Regions from separate parts of the Hordeum vulgare genome. Here all the other regions are linked to region 3. A link is a contact called in public Hi-C data. All regions are on one chromosome and are shown on one strand. Each heading gives the region's core, a stretch centred on a gene start, on an enhancer-like site or on the middle of the called end of the contact. The rest is flanking DNA. Distances are from core to core; before and after follow the strand shown. Region 1 holds the start of LOC123407086 (peroxisome biogenesis protein 5). Region 2 holds the start of LOC123409568 (COP9 signalosome complex subunit 6). Region 3 holds the start of LOC123413023 (NADPH-dependent aldo-keto reductase, chloroplastic-like).

Region 1 (2,801 bases), core at 237-2,736, 290 kb after region 3:
TTCATGTTGTGTTTGCTATTAAGATGCACATACCTCGTGATGTGTTTGCTATTAAGATGCACACACCACTAGGAATTTCAGACGAAGCATATAATTCCGAGATACAACCCAATAAGGTACGTTTATTCTTGAATAATGAAATCCACATACGAGAACTGATATCATAAGTAAATGAGCACACAGTACATAAACATACTGTGTTGAGGACCTCCATCCTCCATCCCGCGAGCGCCTTCGCGGCCGCGTGCGGCTCTGCCCTCTTCGTCTCCACGCGCACGTGTAGCCTCCCCAAGCTGGCTCCGTCGCTCCGTCCGCCCCCGCGCTCCACTCCGCCCGCGGCCAGTGCTCGCGACGTTGTGCTGCCGCCCCCGAGCCCTGGTGAGGCGGCCTTCATCCTCCATCCCTGAGCGCCTCTGCGGCCACGCGCGGCTCCGCCCGCTGCGTCTTCACGCGCCCACGTTGCCTTCCCGCGTCGGATCCGTCGCCCCGGCCGCCCCCGCGCGCCACTCCACCCGCCCCCGTGCGCCACTCCGTCCGCGGTCGGTGCTAGCGCGCCCCGTGCCGTCCCGGTCGTCCGCGTCGCCACGCGTCGGCCCGGCCGTTCGCATCGCCACGACTGGCCCTCTCCGCCTCCGCGCGCTCGCGTACCCACACTCTGCTCGCCCCCTCGGCCTCTTCTCACCGACGACAAGGCTCCTCCGAGGCTCCTCGAGCTCCCCCGCCTCCAAGCTCCATTGTCTTCTCGCCCGTCAGTGAAGGACAGGAATGGATAAGCCATGGTGCCCGATGGTGACTGCGAGGGGGTTTACGTAAAAACGAAACGTTTTTTAACTTACAAAAGGACCACGGGTTGAATACTCGGAAATAGAAAGTCTTTTTTGTAAAACTGCCACGACTTACGACAGAAGCCATCGCTGCTTTATTATTAGGGAGAGATTAGGTGCTAGCCTTTGATTTCAACAACAAATACCAAGCACATCCAAACAACAAAATTTGAATTGAAGGCCATTTCGTTTCCATCTTAGATTTGGTATTCCAGTCCAATTCAATTCTGAGCCAGTTTGTCTACATCCAAACAGGGGGTAAGCATTTTCGCTCACGAATTTTGCAAGAGCAAAACCGGGGGAATTCCAACGTTTTCGCACTGCAATGCCAAAATAAAATAGGAAGATCCTTTGGACTAGAAAAGGAAGACTTCAAGTCTTCAACCAACTTGATATTTGTTTTTTCAAGAGAAAAGAAAAGCTTTCCTATTTTCACACTGGAACGTGAAAGAAAAATAGAAGAACCTTTGAACTAGTAGAATAGGAAAGACTTCAAGCCTTCGGCCAACCTTTAATTTGATTTTTTTTATAAAGGAAAAAAACCGGTTCCCTGTTTTTCTCGTGTGTGAACGAAAAATAAAGTTCCCAACCACCCATACGTACTCTACAGAGAAAAAATAATCTCTCACGTGTCCTGGCCTTATCGGGTCCACAACAGCTTACTCCTCCCCAGGCCCGCCAAGCCACCGCGCCGCAGCACGACTCCTCCCCCCCTCTCCCTCCTCATCTCCTCGGGCTGAACGCCTCTCGCCGCCGGCGATCGGAGCAGCGTCAGCGCCTCCTTCCGGCGCCAGCGGGGGCCTTCCGCGGACATGGGGACGCGCCACCTCATCACCGGCCAGAACAACTGCGCCCCGGACGGGGGCTCCTCCTCCAACCCATTCGGCACCCTCGCCAACACCCTTCTCGGCCAGTCCAGCAAAGCGGAGGTAAACCCTAAGCCCGTCGCCCCGTCGGTCAAGACTATCGACCTTAAGGACTTATTACTCCCTGCATCTGCGCTGGCCTGGATCAATTGGCGCCCTTTAGGTTTCTTGTGCTCATATGCTGCTTCTGTTGCCCGAAGCCAGTGCTGTATCCCGTGCGGTCTAGATGCGCTGAAAAATACGTCTGATTCGTGGGCTGTGCTGTCGCATGTCTCTGATTGCTTGGTGTATTGGTTTAGAGTTTAGACTGTGACCCGACGTGCCAGAGCTATCACTGGTTCAATGTTCCGTATCTGTTCCCTTTTACCTTACTCTGAAACCATGCTCCTAATGTGCTGGGCGAGATACTTGAGTCAGTGCTTTGTAAATTATAAGCTACCAAGTTCACTATAATATCGTCAGGCTTCTCTATTCCTATGCTGTTATCTTGTTAAAAAATATAGTAAAGGGTTAAAAGAGTTCATGGTGCTAGGATTCTAACCTTTAGCACACTCATTTCACCAGTTTAAGTCAAAGTACTCTGTGAATTAGCTTATCTGAGAATCTCTGATTGACCTTATTCTGAACATACCAGTACGAGGTATATGTGAAGACATATTTTTTTTTGTCTCCTACCAGTTTCCATGTTCCTATATAAGAATTTGTGTGGATTAAATTGGAAATATGGGATGTTTAACATCGAAATGCATTGAAAAATTGTACCTGAAGTCCAAGAAAATATTGGTTATAACATTTTCTTTTGTGCAGTCACTAAAGGGACTTCCTGGAGCCTCCGTTAATGTTCCAACTACGTCTGATTATAGCACAGCTCCATTGTCTACTCTCCCTGGCTCTGAGAATGAGTTCAAGCAAGATCAACGACCATTTGCACGGGTAATGGCGATTCTCCAAAACTGTCCTTTTGTGTCCCATTCGGCCACTCCTAACTGTTGTCGAACACTTGCAGGGTGCCGACTTCATTCGTGGGGGTCCTGCTAATGACTGGGTTGAATCTTTTCGTCCTCCGGGGCATTCTGCATTTGGGGGGCCAGAAGCAAACTTTGCAGAGTTT
Region 2 (2,700 bases), core at 24-2,523, 300 kb before region 3:
AAAAAAACATGTAGAAAAAAATACTTTACATCTGGTGTTAACTTGATTCGGTTTCAAAGGTAATGCTGGTCCATACATGTGGACTTAAGAGTTTGCAACAGTTGTATAGGTTCGATTGAGGACAGATGTAATATGCAATCTGCACAAAAGACTGAAACAAAATTATCTATGTTTATCCTACAGCCAAACTGAACCTCATCAAAAGCATATGGGGGTCTTGGTTTATGGATGGTTACCTATCATCCTTTCTACCACCCATTATAACACTACAACAAGAGAACTCCCATACTTCCATAGGCACTACGCAACTCATTTCCTCAATTTTGCAGGTACATGGATGGAATGCAATGACGCACAGTAAAACACTGACAAACAAATAAAAAACAAAATCACACTATGCACAGCAATACAAGAAATCATGTCCTCTACCCCGCAATGTTCTCTACTCCTCTTTCCACACGGCGATAAAAAAACCAACCACGTTCAAGAGTAGTACATCACACCAAATCACAATTGCACATTTTTTGGTAACAAGAGCAAGAACCAAACACATTGTCAGTCTCGAGGATTAGGAACTTGAAAACGGGATTGTAAGTACTCACAGCCTTGTGCATTAGGATGTCAGTATCCTGCACATCGCTTCCAGTTGAGTACCAGCCCAGCACATAGAATTCAGGGAACACCTTCTTATCTGCAAAAGCCACAATTGCAGCAAGAACCAATCAGACCACGCACAAACCCCAAATTATATTCCTGTATACTGGCGTCACCAAACCCTAGAAACACACGAGATTCGCGGTCGGCTTACAGAGCTCAAGCTTCTTCTCCAGGAAGGCGCGCTCGAGCGTGCCGGTGACGGGGTCGAGGACGAGCTCGAAGCTGTTGAAGATCTCGACCGTCCGCCCGCGCTGCACCCCGATCACGCACCCGAAGACCCTCGGCGGCTCCGCGGGCGCCGAGGAGCCTTCGGCGGAGCAGGAGGCCTGGGCCTTTCCCGGCGACGGGGTCTCGGCGGGGAAGGAGGCCTGGGCCTTGACGCGGGTGTAGTGGTCGGAGACGTTCACGATGACGAGGGGGTGGAGCTTGAAGGTGAGGCCGCTGCTGGAGGTGGCCGCGGTGGAGGGGGGCTGGGCGGACGCCGCTGGATCAGAGGGCGTCGACATCGTCGGAGGGGGAGGGGGAGGGGGAGGGCGACCGGTGCCCTAGCTAGCGCCGGCCAGATGGGAGACAGCGACGGCGAGGGTCCGTGGTGGGGTTTTGCGCTGTTGTCCTTTGGCGTGCCTGCTTAGGTTTCGGGCTTGTATACAGTGGTCACCTGTTGGACCCCGATGGATAACCTAGGCTCGCTGGGCCGGAAGAAAGGTGTGGTTAAGTAAATCGGGCCAGACAATTAAACGGACCCAATCTACTGCGGCAAATCCTATTTGACGCTGCAGGCTTCGATTAAAGTGCATTTTTCTTAACCGGCGCCTGCAGCGTTCAGTCATGGACCCATCAGGAGGGGGAGGAGGGTTCTGGTTTTGTGAAGATTCCAGAAGCTTTTTAGATTGGGTTTTTCATTTAGATTTTTTCAGGACTGGTTTTTCTTCGGGTTTTTTTTCTTTTTTATTTTATTTACTATTTTTTTCATTTTTTATTTTCATACTAATTTTTATATAATTTTTCTTTTTAAAAAAAAAATGCACCCACTTTTTGTTTAACTTTTTTCAAACGAACAAATATTTTTCCAAATCAATGAAGCCTTTTTCAATAAATTTATGAACTTTTTAATTTACACAACATATTCAAAATTGTAAAAAACCAGAACCGGTCTTTTTCCTGAACCAATAACACATCACATCCGTAAAAAACAAGCCTAGCAAAAATGAACGGTAGTGGATTTACTTAGTGGGCCACGGGCCGTTGCTGGGCGCTGTAGGCGCCAGTTGCCCGAACCGGCGCTTAAAGCGCCGATTAAGAGCTCCCATCTGTTGCGCTCCTCGCAACCGAAATTAAGGTGTACACCTTTGTTGCGAGGTTCGAATATCAAGGTTCACAATCTAGCGAAGCATGCTTTAAAGTTGGGGGTTGGTCGCCATGTTTGATTAGGTCACCCCGGAAATCTTTCTTTCGTCCTTGTAAACCTTGTGACGGTTGAATAAAAGCTTTGCAAGATTGTCTAAAAAAAACCTTTGTTGCGAGGTTTGCCCGGCTAAGTAGAGACGGTGACCTTTCCTATCGTTAGGGTTTAGCTATTCTCTCGGCGCCGTCGGCATCGTTGAGCCTGTCCTTCCCTCTCTGACTCCAGCCGGTACTACCCCTCGCGAGGGGCTGGGTCCGCTGCGGCGTGGGAGACCCCTACAAAAGGCCCTTGGTAGTGTTTCGAGATCGTTGTGAACCAGGTGATGGGTTACTCAAGATCGTTTTCATGGCTAGCCAAGGAAGTTCTTCGGCTTCAAGGGGCAAAGGAAAAGAATGCCTAGCTAATCTTTTGGAGGAGTTGGCTTAGAAGGAGGAGGACCTCGATGATGTCGTGTTCGAGGACGATGACGCGCCTGGACAGGAGGACCTCTGATAGATGATCTTAGTGCGCGTTCATTTGGACAAGGGGTTTAGCTCCTACTGGTTTTTCCGTAACATTAAATCAACTTGGGACCTAGCGAGGCCAGTCAAGATCAAAACCTTGGAGGAGAACCTGTTTCAGATGGAGTTTAACTGCTT
Region 3 (2,700 bases), core at 107-2,606:
ATAAAACTTTCTTACATGACTTAATTTCCTGTGAAAAATTAATGCATGAGGTGGTATGTTCTGTATGAAGAGATTAATGAAAAAAGTAACTTATGACTTCATGCATGATTTGATGATGTGACATTGTTGCATTGAGAAGAAAATTAAATAAGGGAAGTGAGGGCGCCGGCGCGCCGGCGCGAGCGCTCGTGCTAGTCACACATCAACCGTCGGATCGGGGGGCCTTGAACCGTCAAGTCTCGTCTTCGTCCTCAACCTCGAGCCACGAACGCGAGCGCCTCGCCGACCATCCTCGTCCAGCGCGCAGCGGTGCTCCCCCCGCCCCTCCCCTTTCCCCCCTGCCACCTGACGGTCGAGGGGTCCTTCTCCGGTCGTCGTCCTTGCAGAGCCAACAAACGTGAACGCCTTGTCGGTCCTTCGCTGCAGTTTTTTCAACAACGGTTGTAGCATTTTATGTCAACGGTTGCAGCATTCCGCCATAGCAATGACCGCTTGCAGCTTTTATATGTCTGGTTGCAGCTTTTTTCATCAACGTTTGTAGCATTTTATGTCAACGGTTGCAGCATTCCGCCATTGCAATGACCGCTTGCAGCTTTCTATATGTATGGTTGCAGCTTTTTTAATCAACGCTTGTAGCACTTTATGTTAATGGTTGCAGCATTCCGTCATGGCGAATGACCGCTTGCAGCTTATCATATGCCTGGTTGACGCTTTTTCATTTTGGGTTTTGAAGCTTTTTTAAATAGCCGTTGCAGCAATTTTGGGTGACGTTTGTAACACTTGTATACGTGCGCCTGGCCATGGCGGCAGGCGACGAGGACGACGGGCGAAGGCTGGATCCGATGATGCGGACGGTCAACGGTGGCGGAAACTGACGATCCGGGCGGGTCGACGGGGGCAGGGACCGGCACGGCGACGGCAGTAGCGCAGGGGCGCACAGATTGTGGGTCCCTTCGACCATGTGTCGCACCACACGCGAGCCGTAAGGATGGGGAGGAGATCGTGAGATAAAAGAGGAGATCGACGACGCGCGTGCGTCCGACCGAACGTTCAGCCGGCGCCCGGGCGGAAAACGTTTCCCATTAAATAATGGGTTGTAGCTGTTAAAAATAGAGGATGTCGCGTTCACAACCACAACAATACACCTAACTAATCCTGCAATGAAAGATCACTCACATCACATCCCTTGCATTTCCATACGGTGAATCAAACAGGCGTGCCGAGGCGCTGAGCACTACATTCCGTTCACAAAACCACAGTGCGGAATTCTCTCTCGAACAAAAAGAAGAACAACAGTGGTGTATCTAGGCACGAGCGCTGGACTGACCGGGACATGTCAGCCCGCGGCAGCTCAGTTTCCGTCGCGTTCCGGACGGAGGGAGTAGGTCCAAACGGTGTCCAGCTCGACGCCGTCCCGAGCGACCAAGAGGAGAGAAAAGGAGGAAGAAGATGGCCACCTATTTCACGCTCAACACCGGGGGACGCATCCCCTCGGTAGGCCTCGGCACCTACAAGTCCGGCTCCGGCGTCGTCGCCGGCGCGGTCACCGCTGCCATCAAGGTAAAAAATAATGCTGTCCCGCTTGTTTTGCTCAGAGAGGAATGCTTTGTGGGTGCTGCTTCAGCCCGGACCTTGATTCTGTTTGCTTGCTTGCCAATTGCCATGGCAGGCCGGGTACCGGCACATCGACTGCGCGCCGCTGTACAAGAACGAGAAGGAGGTAGTCCTAATCTATCCTGTAATCTGTGTCTCCAATACCAGTGTTGCCCACTTGCCCTTAATGTGGTGGTCCTAGATTGGCGTTGCATTGAACAAGGTCCTCGATGAAGGCGTCGTCAAACGAGAAGACCTCTTCATCACTTCGAAGATATGGTATTCCCTTTGATATCTTTGTTAACGAATTTCTTTTCGATCTGCTCATGCCCATCAGTCTCGTAACATCCGGAGCATCAAGCTACGCAGGTGCAGCGATCTCGCGCCCGAAGACGTTCCGTCGGCAATCGACACCACTCTGAATGATCTGCAGCTGGATTATCTTGACCTGCACCTGGTAACTTAGGTTGAGCCTGTGCGTACAGATGAAGTAAGCCTGCCCTTTCTTTGACACTGACTTTGGGATCTTGGTAGATTCACTGGCCCTTTCAGATAAAGAAAGGCAGTGAGCTGAGCCCTGAGAATTTTGTCGAGCTCGATATGCCCCAGACCTGGCGGGCAATGGAGAAGCTGTACGATTCAGGCAAGGCTCGCGCAATAGGCGTAAGCAATTTTTCGACCAAGAAGCTGGCCGATCTGCTCGCTGTGGCCCGTGTTCCTCCGGCCGTTGATCAGGTGGAGTGCCACCCTGGTTGGCAGCAGGCCAAGCTCAGAGCCTTCTGCCGCACCAATGGAGTTCATTTCTCTGTGAGTTAAACTGGTACTAGTACATATTAAAGCTTTGGCATGTAAGAGTTCTTGGCATTTTACTCACGTTCTTCCTTCTGCAGGCGTATGCGCCGCTAGGTAGGATGAAAGTCGTCGCGGATAACCCGGTGGTGACATCGATAGCCGAGAGCTTGGGGAGAACGCCGGCACAGGTCGCTCTACGATGGGGCATCCAGCAGGGTCAGAGCGTGCTTCCTAAAAGTGCGAATGAGTCGAGGTTGAAGGAGAACATTGACCTGTTTGGCTGGTCTATTCCTCAAGAACTGTGTGCCAAGTTTT

The links. Hi-C and Micro-C count contacts between places; a contact is called where the count stands out from the background.
Region 1: a Hi-C map of seedling shows a contact between it and region 3, with 3 times the contacts expected there. The contact joins the promoter of LOC123407086 here to the promoter of LOC123413023 in region 3. A contact is called at or near these places in 3 of 6 Hi-C or Micro-C datasets (leaf and seedling).
Region 2: a contact with region 3 is called in a Hi-C map of leaf, with 6 times the contacts expected there. The contact joins the promoter of LOC123409568 here to the promoter of LOC123413023 in region 3. A contact is called at or near these places in 4 of 6 Hi-C or Micro-C datasets (leaf and seedling).

Annotation. Positions count from the first base shown.
Region 1 is chr7H:164,165,162-164,167,962 of MorexV3_pseudomolecules_assembly, forward strand. LOC123407086 (peroxisome biogenesis protein 5) reads left to right here and starts at 1,487. Exons shown (of 14, transcript XM_045100127.1): 1 at 1,487-1,753; 2 at 2,498-2,623; 3 at 2,697-2,801. The coding sequence starts at 1,637.
Region 2 is chr7H:163,572,281-163,574,980 of MorexV3_pseudomolecules_assembly, forward strand. It overlaps LOC123409568 (COP9 signalosome complex subunit 6), which reads right to left and starts at 1,274. Exons shown (of 9, transcript XM_045102432.1): 1 at 809-1,274; 2 at 603-691. The coding sequence starts at 1,163.
Region 3 is chr7H:163,873,080-163,875,779 of MorexV3_pseudomolecules_assembly, forward strand. LOC123413023 (NADPH-dependent aldo-keto reductase, chloroplastic-like) reads left to right here and starts at 1,357. Exons shown (of 6, transcript XM_045105970.1): 1 at 1,357-1,560; 2 at 1,670-1,720; 3 at 1,796-1,872; 4 at 1,963-2,050; 5 at 2,128-2,400; 6 at 2,484-2,700. The coding sequence starts at 1,450.